Linked DNA regions of Podarcis muralis: region 2 is linked to region 1. A link is a contact called in public Hi-C data. All regions are on one chromosome and are shown on one strand. The core of a region is the stretch at or near the end of the contact, and the rest is flanking DNA. Distances in the headings are between cores, read along the strand shown. Region 1 holds the start of YIPF4 (Yip1 domain family member 4). Region 2 holds the start of RMDN2 (regulator of microtubule dynamics 2).

The links. Hi-C and Micro-C count contacts between places; a contact is called where the count stands out from the background.
Region 2: a Hi-C map of tail shows a contact between it and region 1, with 4 times the contacts expected there. The contact joins the promoter of RMDN2 here to the promoter of YIPF4 in region 1. A contact is called at or near these places in 2 of 3 Hi-C or Micro-C datasets (blood and tail).

What each region holds. Positions count from the first base shown.
Region 1 is chr3:40,124,219-40,130,565 of rPodMur119.hap1.1, forward strand. It overlaps YIPF4 (Yip1 domain family member 4), which reads right to left and starts at 3,216. Exons shown (of 5, transcript XM_028724277.2): 1 at 2,930-3,216; 2 at 1,808-1,970; 3 at 186-357. The coding sequence starts at 3,035. It overlaps NLRC4 (NLR family CARD domain containing 4), which reads left to right and starts at 5,594. Exons shown (of 5, transcript XM_077925693.1): 1 at 5,594-6,347. The coding sequence starts at 6,243.
Region 2 is chr3:40,288,451-40,294,797 of rPodMur119.hap1.1, forward strand. RMDN2 (regulator of microtubule dynamics 2) reads left to right here and starts at 2,867. Exons shown (of 10, transcript XM_077925696.1): 1 at 2,867-3,163; 2 at 4,595-5,061. The coding sequence starts at 4,607.

The sequences.
Region 1 (6,347 bases), core at 1,966-4,465:
GGGCCAGTGTGTCTGGCTGTTAACCAGAAGGTTGGTGGTTCAAGCCCACCATTCTATGATTCTAAGAACTGTGCATTTCTTTCAAACCATGGCACAAGAAAAATGCTTTTCAATGGACATTTGCCTAAGACCATGTGATATCTCAGTTACCTTTATTGTTATTTAAGATAAAGGCCTTTACACACCTTGAATTGTCCATATAATGAGATCATTGAGAAGAACAGGACAACTGCTAGAGGGCCCCAGAAGTCAGGATTATCTCTTACTACTTGTCTGTTAAATCCAAGAGAAGGCATCGGCATCAAGACACATCGGATTTTGTAGTATATGTCCTTTAGATCAATGTCTAGCTCCTCCCTAAAGTTATATTAAAAATACAACTTTCAAAATATGCTTCTGAAATTATTTAAGTACCAGAAAACAAAGTAGCTCAAAGATTTATAGAATATCCATACATGTTCATGTAAACTATTGAGAATATATGTTTTGGTTTAGGTCAGGGGTCTGCAACCTTTAAGACAAAAAGAGCCACTTGGACCCGTTTCCGAAGAAAAAAAAGCCGGGAGCCGCAAAACTCATCATTATAAAAATAACTTTTTTGTCACTTTTTTAAATTATTTCTTTGTTTGACCCCTCAGAATTACTCCTCCTCATAGAAATAAACATTAAATTAACAAGTTACCTTTTTGTGTGTGTGTGTGTTCTTCACTCCCCTTCAAAACAGTGACCAGGATACATGCCCCCTTTCAATGCAGTGACCAGCGTACATGCCCCTTACAATGTAGCGAGCAGGCGGGCGGGAAGGTGACGCCGGGACGGTGTGTGACTAACGCACGCACCGCCCCCATGCGATGTCACAGCCAGTACAGTGGGGAGTGTCGGGGCGCACAATGCGCCTCCTCCCCTCGCTAGTATCCACTCCGCAGCCGCGGCAAAGGTGTAAAAGAGCCACATGGGGCTCAGGAGCCGCGGGTTGCAGACCCCTGGTTTAGGTTTAGTAAAATGTTGTATTATAACTGTATTATGTTTTGAATTTAATTATATATACAATGAATATTTTTATATATTTGCATTCTAGTCAGCTTCTGAAATGAAAAGCATAGTAATTACTTTCTAATACATTTTTAGTCTGCCCTTTATCATCATCAATCTCAGGAAAGAACCTATTGACTCCTTACTCTGCTCTTAGCCCTCAGGAAAGAAGACACCTTAGCAGGAAACCTAAGGAGGCAAGGCAACAAACAGCCCACAACCATGGTGCTAACAAAAACAGAGGTGCTTTCATTAAGACAGAGGCAAAAGTGTAAAATTATGGTTAGATTTAACAAGCCACCTTCAGCTACATTTTGAAGTTGGCTTCTTTGAAATTAAGGCAGATTAGAGTTAGGCACAGTTTCTTCCTCACAGAACATGGCAAATCAGTTATGGAAAAGCAAGAACTTCTGAAGTCCTTTTCCCAGCCAAGAAGAAGAGGATAGGGGAGTGCAGAAGCCAAAGATTCATTGCTGCTTGTTCCTGCTCATGCATATCACAGTAAACTACAGTTTAGTGTAATGGGAGAATGTGTCCACTATGAACAGTGATGAATTGTCTTGAATTCTAACCTTTACTTATAATGCAAAAAAAATCTCTTGAATGAGACACAAATAATCTGTGTTTACACTTTATTCAAGGGTCTGTAGTTAATGAAGAGTTAATGATTTTCCTATTGCATCCTTGTTCACCATTTACACACAATACTGACCTAAAGCAAGTAACCGCTTCAAATACAAAATTAAACTAAGACTCTCGGAGTAATGTTACTTACAAAAGAGGTTTATTATCTTCAGGGTCATCATCTTCTACTTCCAAAAGCCAGCCATATCCTCTCTGCCTCAGGAATGTAGTTGCAGTAGATTCTTTGATAAATTCCCCATTTCCTCCACCAAGGTTGAGCTTCACATCTGCAGAGGCTATTGAACCACTCAGATCTTGACAGGGAAAATGACACATTTATGAGAAAGCTACCAAAAATACAGAATAGGTGGTTATGCATGAGTTTCGATGCATATATTCCACAAAAGTGGAATATACTAAAATTATAGAAAAGATTATTATAAGAGATCATTGAATTATCCAGGATCTAACATTTTGTCTCTGCTCCCCGCAACCCAACAAAGTGGCACATTGGCTAACGCGCTGCATATTGGTTTTTTCTGCTGGTCTTAAGGACCCCTGTCAAGACTGTACTGCCTACTGTGCCACAATCCCAATCAACAAAGGAGGTTGATGTGGGCAGCTAAATCAGATACGCTTCATAGTGCTATCTGGGCACCAAAGAATTTGGCAGACCACTGTCTAAATAGCACAGTGGTTCTTGAAAATACAGAAGTCGGCCTTCTCAGATAAGACAGGATGTGTGAAATGTGCTGCAATATAGTCGTCCACGCACACCTAATCCATTTCTCCCCAGCACAAAACTGGTCATTCCCAAAGCACAAGTTTCCATGGCAGGATTTGCCCGCTCCAGACAATCCTGTGTGCAGGGTGAGGCAACCAAAAGCAGGTAAAAGGAAGAAGCCTCGAAGATGTGGGTGGCCTGTCAATCTCACATACCTATTTTATTTAGCCCTCCATTCATTTGCCATTCAAAAGCTTGCATGCACCCCCACCAGAAAACTCCCTCGCCATCTGCATCTGCTTCTTTTTTTAAGCGGGTCAAACACGCCCCATCTGCACGCAGGTGCCTTTTGCCACGCAAACCCTGTGACGGGGGCCAGAAGGCGGAGTATTTGCACTGGATCACATTCCCACACCCAAACAGCAGAAAGAAGCACGACGGCACCCGCTTATTCAGCCTGGCAGCCCCAGGTATGCGGCTGCCGCCCCTGACGCAGCTCCGGGAAGGGGCGCCCTTTTCCTTCCCACTGCAAGACCCCCCCATTCCTACCTTCGGCGTCGGCCGAAGAGACGAAAGTGAAGTCCCCGTTGTTGGGCGCGTAAAGGGGCGGAGGCGGCGGGGGCCGTGGGGGCTGCTGGGGGCCCGGAGGCTGCATCACCCCGCCCGCTTAAAGCCTCGAAAGCCGGGCCCGTCGAGCGAGCGACACCACCGGGAAGCCCGTCGGCAGCAACCCGGAGAAGCAGAGCCGAGCCAAAGCTGCTGCTGCTGCTGCTGCTGCCACCGCAGCCTCCTCCGCCTCTTCCTGACTGAGGGACAAAACAACAGTGAGGCCGCCCTTCCGAGTGGGCCTCAGTAAGGCCCTCTCCGATTGGCCGGGATGAAAAGCGCTTCCTCGTTGCCGTCGCCTCGCCCACCTCTGCGGCAAATCTCATTGGTGCGCGGGGCCACCGAGCCCAGTGATTGGCTGAATGGGAGCTCGCGATGAGGAAGGGGGAAATAGATTCGATGTGGACGATTGCGAAGAGGGAGGGGAGGATGCGAGCGCATCCGGCCACGGGAGGCCTAACTCCGCCTTCCTCGGGCTCCCGCCCCTATAGCCCTGCAACTCGCGCGTCATTGGCCACGCCCACGCCTTGCATTGGAAAACGCCTGACGCCAAGTCAGACCAGCACAGCTAGCTCAGTGGGGTCTACGGCGCGCTGACTGGCAGCCGCTCTCCAGGGTTTCTGGGGATTGCCCTACCTGGATATGCCTAGGAATGAGCCTGAGGTTTTGTTGGAAGCCGCCCAGAGTGGCTGGGGAAGCCCAGCCAGATGGGCGGGGTAAAAACAAATTATTATTATTATTATTATTATTATTATTATTATTATTATTATGTCTTCCTTCTGCATACAAAGCAGATATTCTGCCACTGAGGTACAACGGCAGGCTATGTTTTCTACCTTTGAGTATCCTAGGTTCTCTTTCACACCTGGGCTGTACTTTATACTTCAGCCTTTGAAGCCTTGTACTCAGCAAAAACATCATCACATATGTGAAAAGGGAAAAAGGTGGGGGGGGACCAGCCACACACGGTCACATAAGTGTGTCCACAATGGAGTAGCATGCAAATTTATATTGGTTCTCCCCCCCCTTTCCTAATGGATTTTCCACAAACAGGGGAAATCCAGTTTGATTGGGGTGGATTCTGCCACTTAGATAAGGACAGACGTGAAAAACGTGCATACATGGGATGCATCCAGTCCACTCCAAAATGATGTGTGTACACACATCCTCTCTTTGCTCCCAGCTGGGTGTTTATAGTGGGATTGGTGCTCATGCATGCAAGTTCTTTCCTGCATCTATACTATGTTGTTGGCATCAACACTCCCCAACTTAATCAGAATTTAGCCCTTTATGAGGGAAATCCAGTAAGTAAAAATAACTTGCTAACAACACATTTGCAATTTAGGGTGCTGCTACAATCTGGAAGCTCTCCCCCACCCCCCACTACACAAACAACATGAGTCTATTTCGGTCTAAACCCTGTACACAGCAGGGGACAGGTGGAAATTGCAGAGTTATGAGAAACTTAAAAATAAGGTGCGGGATTGGTTACACTATTTTCAAATAAGAGAGGCCTTTAATTTGGACAGGAAAAATGGCTTCCAGGTGGAAAAATCAAAGTTGGAAACAGAATTGTTAGAACCCAATGCTAAGATATTGTCAAGAATGTATGATTTGCTGTTGAAATGGAATACTGAGGATGAAACGGTTAAATCGGCTATGATAAAATGGGCACAAGACATTGGTCATAACATTATGTTTGCTGACTGGGAACGGTTGTGGACCACCGGTATGAAATTTACGGCATGCAGTGCCTTAAGAGAAAATATTATGAAAATGATTTATAGGTGGTACATGACACCAGTCAAGCTTGCAAAAATTTATCATCTGCCCGATAACAAGTGTTGGAAATGTAAAGAAACTGAAGGAACATTCTTTCACCTTTGGTGGACGTGCCCAAGGATTAAGGCGTTCTGGGAAATGATCTATAATGAACTGAAAAAAGTATTTAAGTATACTTTCTTGAAGAAACCAGAGGCCTTTCTCCTGGGCTTAGTCGGCCAATTGGTGTCAAAGAAGGATAGAATTTTTTTTATGTATGCCACAGCAGCAGCAAGAATACTTATTGCAAAGCATTGGAAGACGCAAGATCTACCCACTCTGGAAGAATGGCAGATGCAAGTAATAGACTATATGGAACTGGCTGAAATGACCGGCAGAATCCGAGATCAAGGAGAGGAGCAGGTGGAAGAGGATTGGAAGAAGTTTAAAGTTTATCTACAAAAACATTGTAAAATCTATGAATGCTGAGGGCATTAAAAATGAAATGATGGGGTTTAAGTGGCCAAGATAAATAGATTATAAAGAGAAGGATAAAGGCTTAAGATGAATAGTTAATGATCTTGCTGAACTAATTTTTAAATTGGAATACAAGAAGGGAAGGCGGGTGGAAGTAAATGAGAATAAGGTATTGAAAGTTATCAAAATGAAAGAGTGTTCTTTTTATACTAAATTTTTTTGTTGTTGTATTTTTCTTTTTCTTGGGTGTTTTTTCTATTGAGATTTTTTGATGTTTGCTGTTGTTTTTCTTGTGGTTTTCTTTGTTGGGTTGTTAACTTTTTTGGAAATCTTTAATAAACATTATTTTTAAAAAAATAAATAAACCCTGTACACAGTGACTTGATAATAAGCACATTTAATTCACTGGGACTTAATTCCGAATAGGCATGCTTAGGATTGTATTGTATTTTATTTTATTCAAGTTGGCACCCTTGATTGGAGCTGAGAGTCCAGCAACATGGTTAGTTTATATTCTTGCAATTTAGCTATCAAATAGCAAAGTTCATCACCATTGTATTAAGATGTTCCTGCAATTGTTATTTTTCAGGTGCTGCTTGACAAATGTCTCAAGAACACCTTGATTGCTTGGTTCAGGATTTAGCTGACTTTTATAAGAATCCATTATTTTAAAATTTTCACCTACTGCGTGAATAAATTGACATCATTTTTTATTTTACAACTACTTATACAGATACTTTGCTTTGGAGGCTAGGACAGCTGTCTTTAAATGCCCTTTTAGATGAACTAGAAGATGGCTCATTAGGGCTGCCATACATCCGTAATTTCCCGGACATAGCTGGGATTCGTCTGCCAAAAGTAGCGTCTGGGTGGAATTTTCTAAAATCAGTTAAAATGTCTGGCATATGGCAGCTCATCTCGGAAGTCTTGATTTTTTTGGTGAATTTTCTTTAAAAACCTTGGGTTTTTTTGGGAGATTTTGCAAAACAAAAACAAAAACTCAACAACTTTTTGAAATATGGCAACCTGTATAATAGAGGGAGAAGCTGGCAAAGGAAAAACAACTCTCCTCAAAAGGATTGCCTGGTTGTGGGCTAATGGAAACCAACCTTCGATGAGAAAA
Region 2 (6,347 bases), core at 1,617-4,116, 160 kb after region 1:
GGCCTCCTGCTGCTGCCGTGCCGCCAGAGCACGATTTCTGTTCTCATCCTGACGCAAAGTTCTTAACCCGAGGTACTATTTCTGGGTTAGCAGAGTCTGTAACCTGAAGCGTATGTGACCTGAAGCGTATGTAACCCGAGGTACCACTGTATAAGTAAAAGCAGCTATGATATATTTCAAGAAAGAAACCCACTTCATGGTTTATTCTACTTCTTCCCAAAATGTTTTGTAACTGATACCTGTCTGGTAATAAATCACACTAACATGTCCTACAAGTTTTTCTAAGTGTGTATATTGTGAATAGCATAATTAATTAAGCAAGATCTGAATGTGTGTGTATAGATAGATGATAGAGATATCAGAGAGAATAGTACTATTATTGTGACAATGACAACACTCACTATATTTGCATCAAAAATATCCTAATAATCTTAGAGTATCTATTGCTATTTAGGATGTAACAAAAGCATAACAATTCCAAACTGCAAATCACTGGCAGCTCCCAGTTTTACCTTTGACCAAACTACACCTTACATTAGACATACAGTCTAATGTACAGTCTAGGTACTGTAGAATTCTTTCTAAAAAATTTCAGAGCAGCTATAAGGGGCCTCCATTGCACAAAATGGGGGCTAATTCCTCTTCTCATACCATAGTCCTGATGAAACCACACACCCATAGCTTCTATTTGGCATGGGAGTGAAGCAGCCATTCTCGGACTGATAAATCAAAAACTTTGTTGAGGAATAGCAGGAAAATCAAATGCCCTATAAGACTGGGAGTGAAAAAGGCAAGCGTGCTCCAAGTTCCGACCAATTTTGCAGAAAAAGTCACCACATTTTGGGGACTTTTCCACATGCTGAAATTACATATCCAATGAACCTTCAGGATTGGTGATGGTATTGTTATTGTGCTTTCTTAAATTCAGTGCCAGAAGTAGATCTCCTTGCAATACAAGAGAGGAACAGTAGGCTGCAGAAGATAGCCACTGGTGAGATGTTTCAAGAGTGTATTGCAGTGTTTACCTGAGTTCAGTCTCCTTTGGAATGAGGTCACTGAATGTGGACTACACGATTCTCCCTGTCCCCATTTCATCATTGCAACAACCCTATGAGGTGGATTAGACTGAATGAGATTGATGGGCCTAAGTCCACCCAGTGAGCTTCATGGCTGAGTAAAGGTTTGAACCAGGCATAGGCAAACTCCGGCCCTTCAGATGTTTGGGACTACAATTCCCATCATACCCTAGCTAACAGGACCAGTGGTCAGGGATGATGGGAATTGTAGTCCTGAACATCTGGAGGGCCAGAGTTTGCCTATGCCTATGTCTGAACTTGAACCCTGATCTCCTAGGTCTCTCCAAGGCTAAACTCCCCCACCAGTCCTGCTCTCCACTCTCTTTTAGGGCTTTTGCCTGGCTGGAATGTGTCCTTCAACAGTAATAATGCCTCTTTCTTGCCTGGCTGAAGGATGGTAGGGCTGTGTAAGAAATGTTCTAGTTCACTTGAGAATAACTTTGGGATATCTTCAAGGACAAGACAAAAGGTCATTTTCCAAGGAGCGAGTACATGATAACTATAAACCGAGTCGCTTCAGAAATGATTAGAAATAAAATGCAGCCAGTGCCTCCGAGACAGACTGCACAATCCTCCTCAGTTGCATTTTCTTAACTTATCGCATGGATTTGAGAATCCATGCGATAAGTTAACACAGCCTTATGTATATGTGGTGCCCAAGTACATAAAGTAGATCTTTATCATTATTTACTAGACTGCTCATTGTATTCTGAACTAAGGACAAAGTTTATCGTGAAATTGTTAAGTAAGATACCTGATGATGATCCAGCAAAAATTGCATAGTTGTTGTCCAAGTGTGACAAATTTGTGACAGAGTTAGAAGATTTGCAGTGGCAGCCCAAAAGCTGAGGAGAAATTTTATCGAGGCTAATACGGTAAATGCAATTATTTAACTGGATGATTTAATTTAGAAAGTTATCTGGATGCTTTAAAATGTATTAAGTTTGCTTAACCACTTGTATTTTGATATAGATTTTCTTTTATTCTTTTTTAACCTTTGCATATTATTGGTATTATTATATTATGTTGTTATTGGTATTTTGACATATTTTAATATAAAGGAATACTTTGGTGCACACTGCTCTTCAAGATTTTATCAGTTTATATTATTTTCCTTGTCTTTGGTTGATATGACCAAGGTGGTCGAAATAACAATCGATCCCGTGTAGGTCTACTCGGAAGGAAGTCCCTCGAAGTTCAACGGGGCTTACTCTCAGGTAAGTGGGCACAGGTTACCTGGGAGTTAGCCTCATTGAACATGGGGGAAATTGCTCTGAATAGACCTGCACAGGATCAGACCTCTGAACAAGACGCAGAAGAGCGCAAAAGGATGATCTCGCTGGCAACTCACCCTGAGCACAGTTTTCTCAAGGCAACTCCCGGCAGCAAAAATAGGGGAAATGCTTAACCCAGGACACTGACAAAACAACAACACCACAAAACAGCGGCTGCATCTGCGGGGACTGGATCCAATACATTGTCTGGTGCGGACAAGTTTCTCCAATATTTGGACTCCAACTCCCATCAGCCGCAGCCAGCACGGCCAATGGCCATGGACGATGGGAGTTGTAGTCTAGTGAACATCTGGCGGGCCGCTGCTTTCCTGGGACTAACTCTGTGGGAAAACCTTCACGAACCGAACCGGAAGGATAGGCTACTTGTGACCACCATACCCGCCATTTCTCCCGCCCTCCAGCTGGGAGGCAAGCAGAAAGTCGCGCGCCCCGCGCCGCCCCCCACGCGGGGAAGCAGGCAAGCAGGTAGGGCGCCCGCCCACCAATATCCGGGTCTCGGCATCTGGGGCCGCCCACTGAGCTGCGGACGCCGCCTCTTTTCTGTGACGGCTCGGGAGCGAAGGAGGTTGAGGCAGCAACTTGGAAGCAGCTGAAACAGCCTCGCGGGGGGCTGCCTTGGCGCGGAAGAAGAGCTGACGCTGCAAACCCCTCCGCAGGTGCCCGCGGCGCTCCAAGGAGGAACTGGGTGTGTGGGGCACCTGAGGGTCATTCTCCCCAGCTTCCTCTGGGGCTCGGTTCAGGTCCTGCCTGTTTGCCGGCTGCTTGCTCAAGGGAGGCGAAGCGACTGCCCAGGTCAGTTCTTACTTCCTAGCTAGGGCTGCTTGTATTGCAAGAAGGCTGCATGCGCCCCCCCCCCCCGGGTTTGAAGCACATCTCCCTCCCGCACGCCCCCCCCCGTGCCAGATTTACGTATAAGCTATAGCTTAGGGCCCCACTCTCTTGGGGCCCCACTAAAAATTTTCCACTATTAATAAACTTCTTAATTGTATTTCAGTTCAACAATTACTTTGATAAAATGCATATTTTGTCATGTGCAAATGGCTTTAGGTCCATAAATTGCCATATAGCATATATTCAACACAAAAAACAGGGACAATTTGTTGTTGACAAAGGACAGCGGGACATATAAAGGGCCCCATTACCTTAAGTAGCTTAGGGTCTCATCAAACCTAAATCCAGCCCTGACGCCGCACCCTCCCCACCCCAAAAATGTTTTGGGGGAACTATAGTTTTCCTAGCCCAGAGCTACAGTCCCCAGCACCCTTTAGAAACTACAGTTCTCAGGATTTGTGTGTGGTTTAAATGGGTGCTGTGCGTGCAAGTATCCCCATTAGCTGTTATCATTTCACTCCTCATCAACAATCATTTACTTCCAGAGTTTGCTGAAACTGCGCAACTGCTATCTAGTTACAGAGGTCAGCCTTCACAGTTGCCCAGTTTCTCCAATGCCAGCTGCCTCTGTGACTCTCCCAAATAAAAACCAGAGTTTACTGGAAGTAGATTTCATCGGTTTCCAACAAAATTGGTACGTAGAAGACGGGACCGTTCAGTTGTCGTGTTTTTCTCGGTCGTGCTGAGCCTTGGGTTCCCTCTGACTTTTCAATTATATATTAGTTTTGTAGCAGACTGCATCCCAAAGGCTCTGGGCAGAGAATGCAGGTATTAAAAGACAATAGAAACGCGAGCCACACTTCTGAGCAAAATTAAGTGCACTTAATCATGTTGCCTGGTGCTCACCAATTATACTATTGATTTTCTCGTCCGTTTGCTAGCTGAACTCTGAAAGCCAACCAGAATGGCACATGTCTTTAATATGGAACTAGAATAATTGCTAGTTTGGGCGTGGATCGGGAGTGATGATGAAATTGATGAGGATGATGCAAAACAAATACTAAAGATATGCTGAGCTTGGTAGTACCATGCAGTGATAAGGGCAAAGTTCGAATGGATTGTTCTTCAAAACCCGGATTGGTTTCGAACAATACAAACATTGCTTAGAATGCAAAACAGCCCCATTATGCAATTGTCATATGAAGCTGTCCCACATTTATTTCTATGCAAGCATGTTCGGGGTTGTGACCTAAATGCCTCTTAACCAAGAATCCCTGTATAACTGGTTTGTAAATGAAGCTGTCATCTCTCTATAGCCTACATTGCAGTAGCCAGGAGTTTCGCATGCAACGTTGTAAACCCAGTTTTCTTATGGCTTTTATATCATTTCAGAAGAGAAAAGTCATGCCTTATCCCGAAAGCAAAAAAATATTATTTGGCCTAATGGCCGGGGCTGCTGGAATAACCTTGGGCCTCATTTGGTATCGAAAGACACAGAAATGCAGTAAAGCCATGTACTTGCCTACCTTTTTGAATTCAGAGGGCAGTTTTGACTTGGTAAATTTTCCACATGAAACTCATAACGAACAAGGAACCGTGATGCTACTGCAAGGAAGGCAGCTTCAGGTACTGGAAAAAATGAATGGTTTAATAGCAACTGTGGAAGAACTTAAGAGAGAAGTAGCATTTCTGAAAGAAGCAATTCCAAAGTTGGAAGAACTTGTCCGGGATGAACTCCAGGGGAGAACAGATTCTCGCAGGAGCAGCCCTTTGCACAGAGGAACAAAGAAGAGGAAGACTGAGATTGGCAAAGCTGTGTCAGATACCAACAGTTCTGAAGAAGCAGAAAGTGAAGGCGGGTAGGTATTTATGAATTATTTCAGGTCCATCCCAACCTCTAATAATATATTATTACATATTTATTAATCACTATTTTGAGTGTAAGTAATTTGCAAATCCACTCTCTAGATCATGGCTTGTTAGAGCTTTACCTGTAGTTATCCAAACAGCAGCTCCTGGTTCAGTTATAATGGCAATTTGCCATTGGAAACAGAAGCAAATGTTTCTGATCTCTGTGGCATTGCTGAAGGAAAAAGGGAGTGGGGTACGAGTCTGAGGCTCAGTCGCTTCAGGTGAAGCTGTGGTGGGAAGTGCTTAGTTTTAAACCTGAGCTAGCTGCCCACCCCAGGGCAGGGGGGAAGCAATATTGGAAATCAGTGGCAGGTAAGCTGCATTCTCAACATTTTATTAGTACTATTATTATTTATTACATTTGTTAGTTGCTTTATCTTGCCCAAGGCAACTCGGAGCAACCCAAAAATCCAGCCAGTTTGCATTGCATGAAGTAGCCCAAAATCTTTCAAATATCAGTATATTTTAGGAAAGCCTATGGCAAAGGGATGTATTGCCTTCGCTCTTGCAAACGCGCCCTCAGTTTGGCTTTTATGTGGTTGTTTTCAAATATTACGCACTAGTTGTGCTCCTTGGTTTGCTTCAACTCCAGAAACCTTTAGCATTGCAGCTGAATAGAACTTGTGCTTCTTGCTCTCCTCCCATCTTAAGAGCTGTTAACAATGGAAAATACAATTCCTTTGGTGAAACATTATCCCTTCTGCTTTTGTGTCGGCACTTCTGCCGATAATATCTAATACTGGGTCGCTCCTGTATCACTTTCCAGGGCTGACGTTGCCTGGAAATGGTTTAGTTAATTCCAATTCACTATAAAATCTAAACCTACAGCAGTGTGCTTGTGCCAGAAATTCCACTCAGAAAAATATCCACCAGACTGTCATATCTGGTGTTGTAGGTGCATGCTGATGTACTACGTATTATGTATTTAATAGAAGGCATAAGCTGTGCCTTCCCACCTTGTAAAACCAAGGCAGTTTCCATTGATCAGTACAACTTTAGTAAGAAGGGAAAAGGTAATGAAACATAGCAAAACAAACCCCCAAAAATCATAACAAAGCAGACCCACTTAATAATAACCTCAGGGAGAAGAGATTGCGAAGTAGCTCTTAATTTCAACGGAACACAAAAAAGACAGCCTCAACTTAGATAACAAAGTTTCTGTGCATGCTTATAATTGTATCATAACCAAGCTAATAATATTAGTATTTGCGTAGATACATTATATTGATGTTTC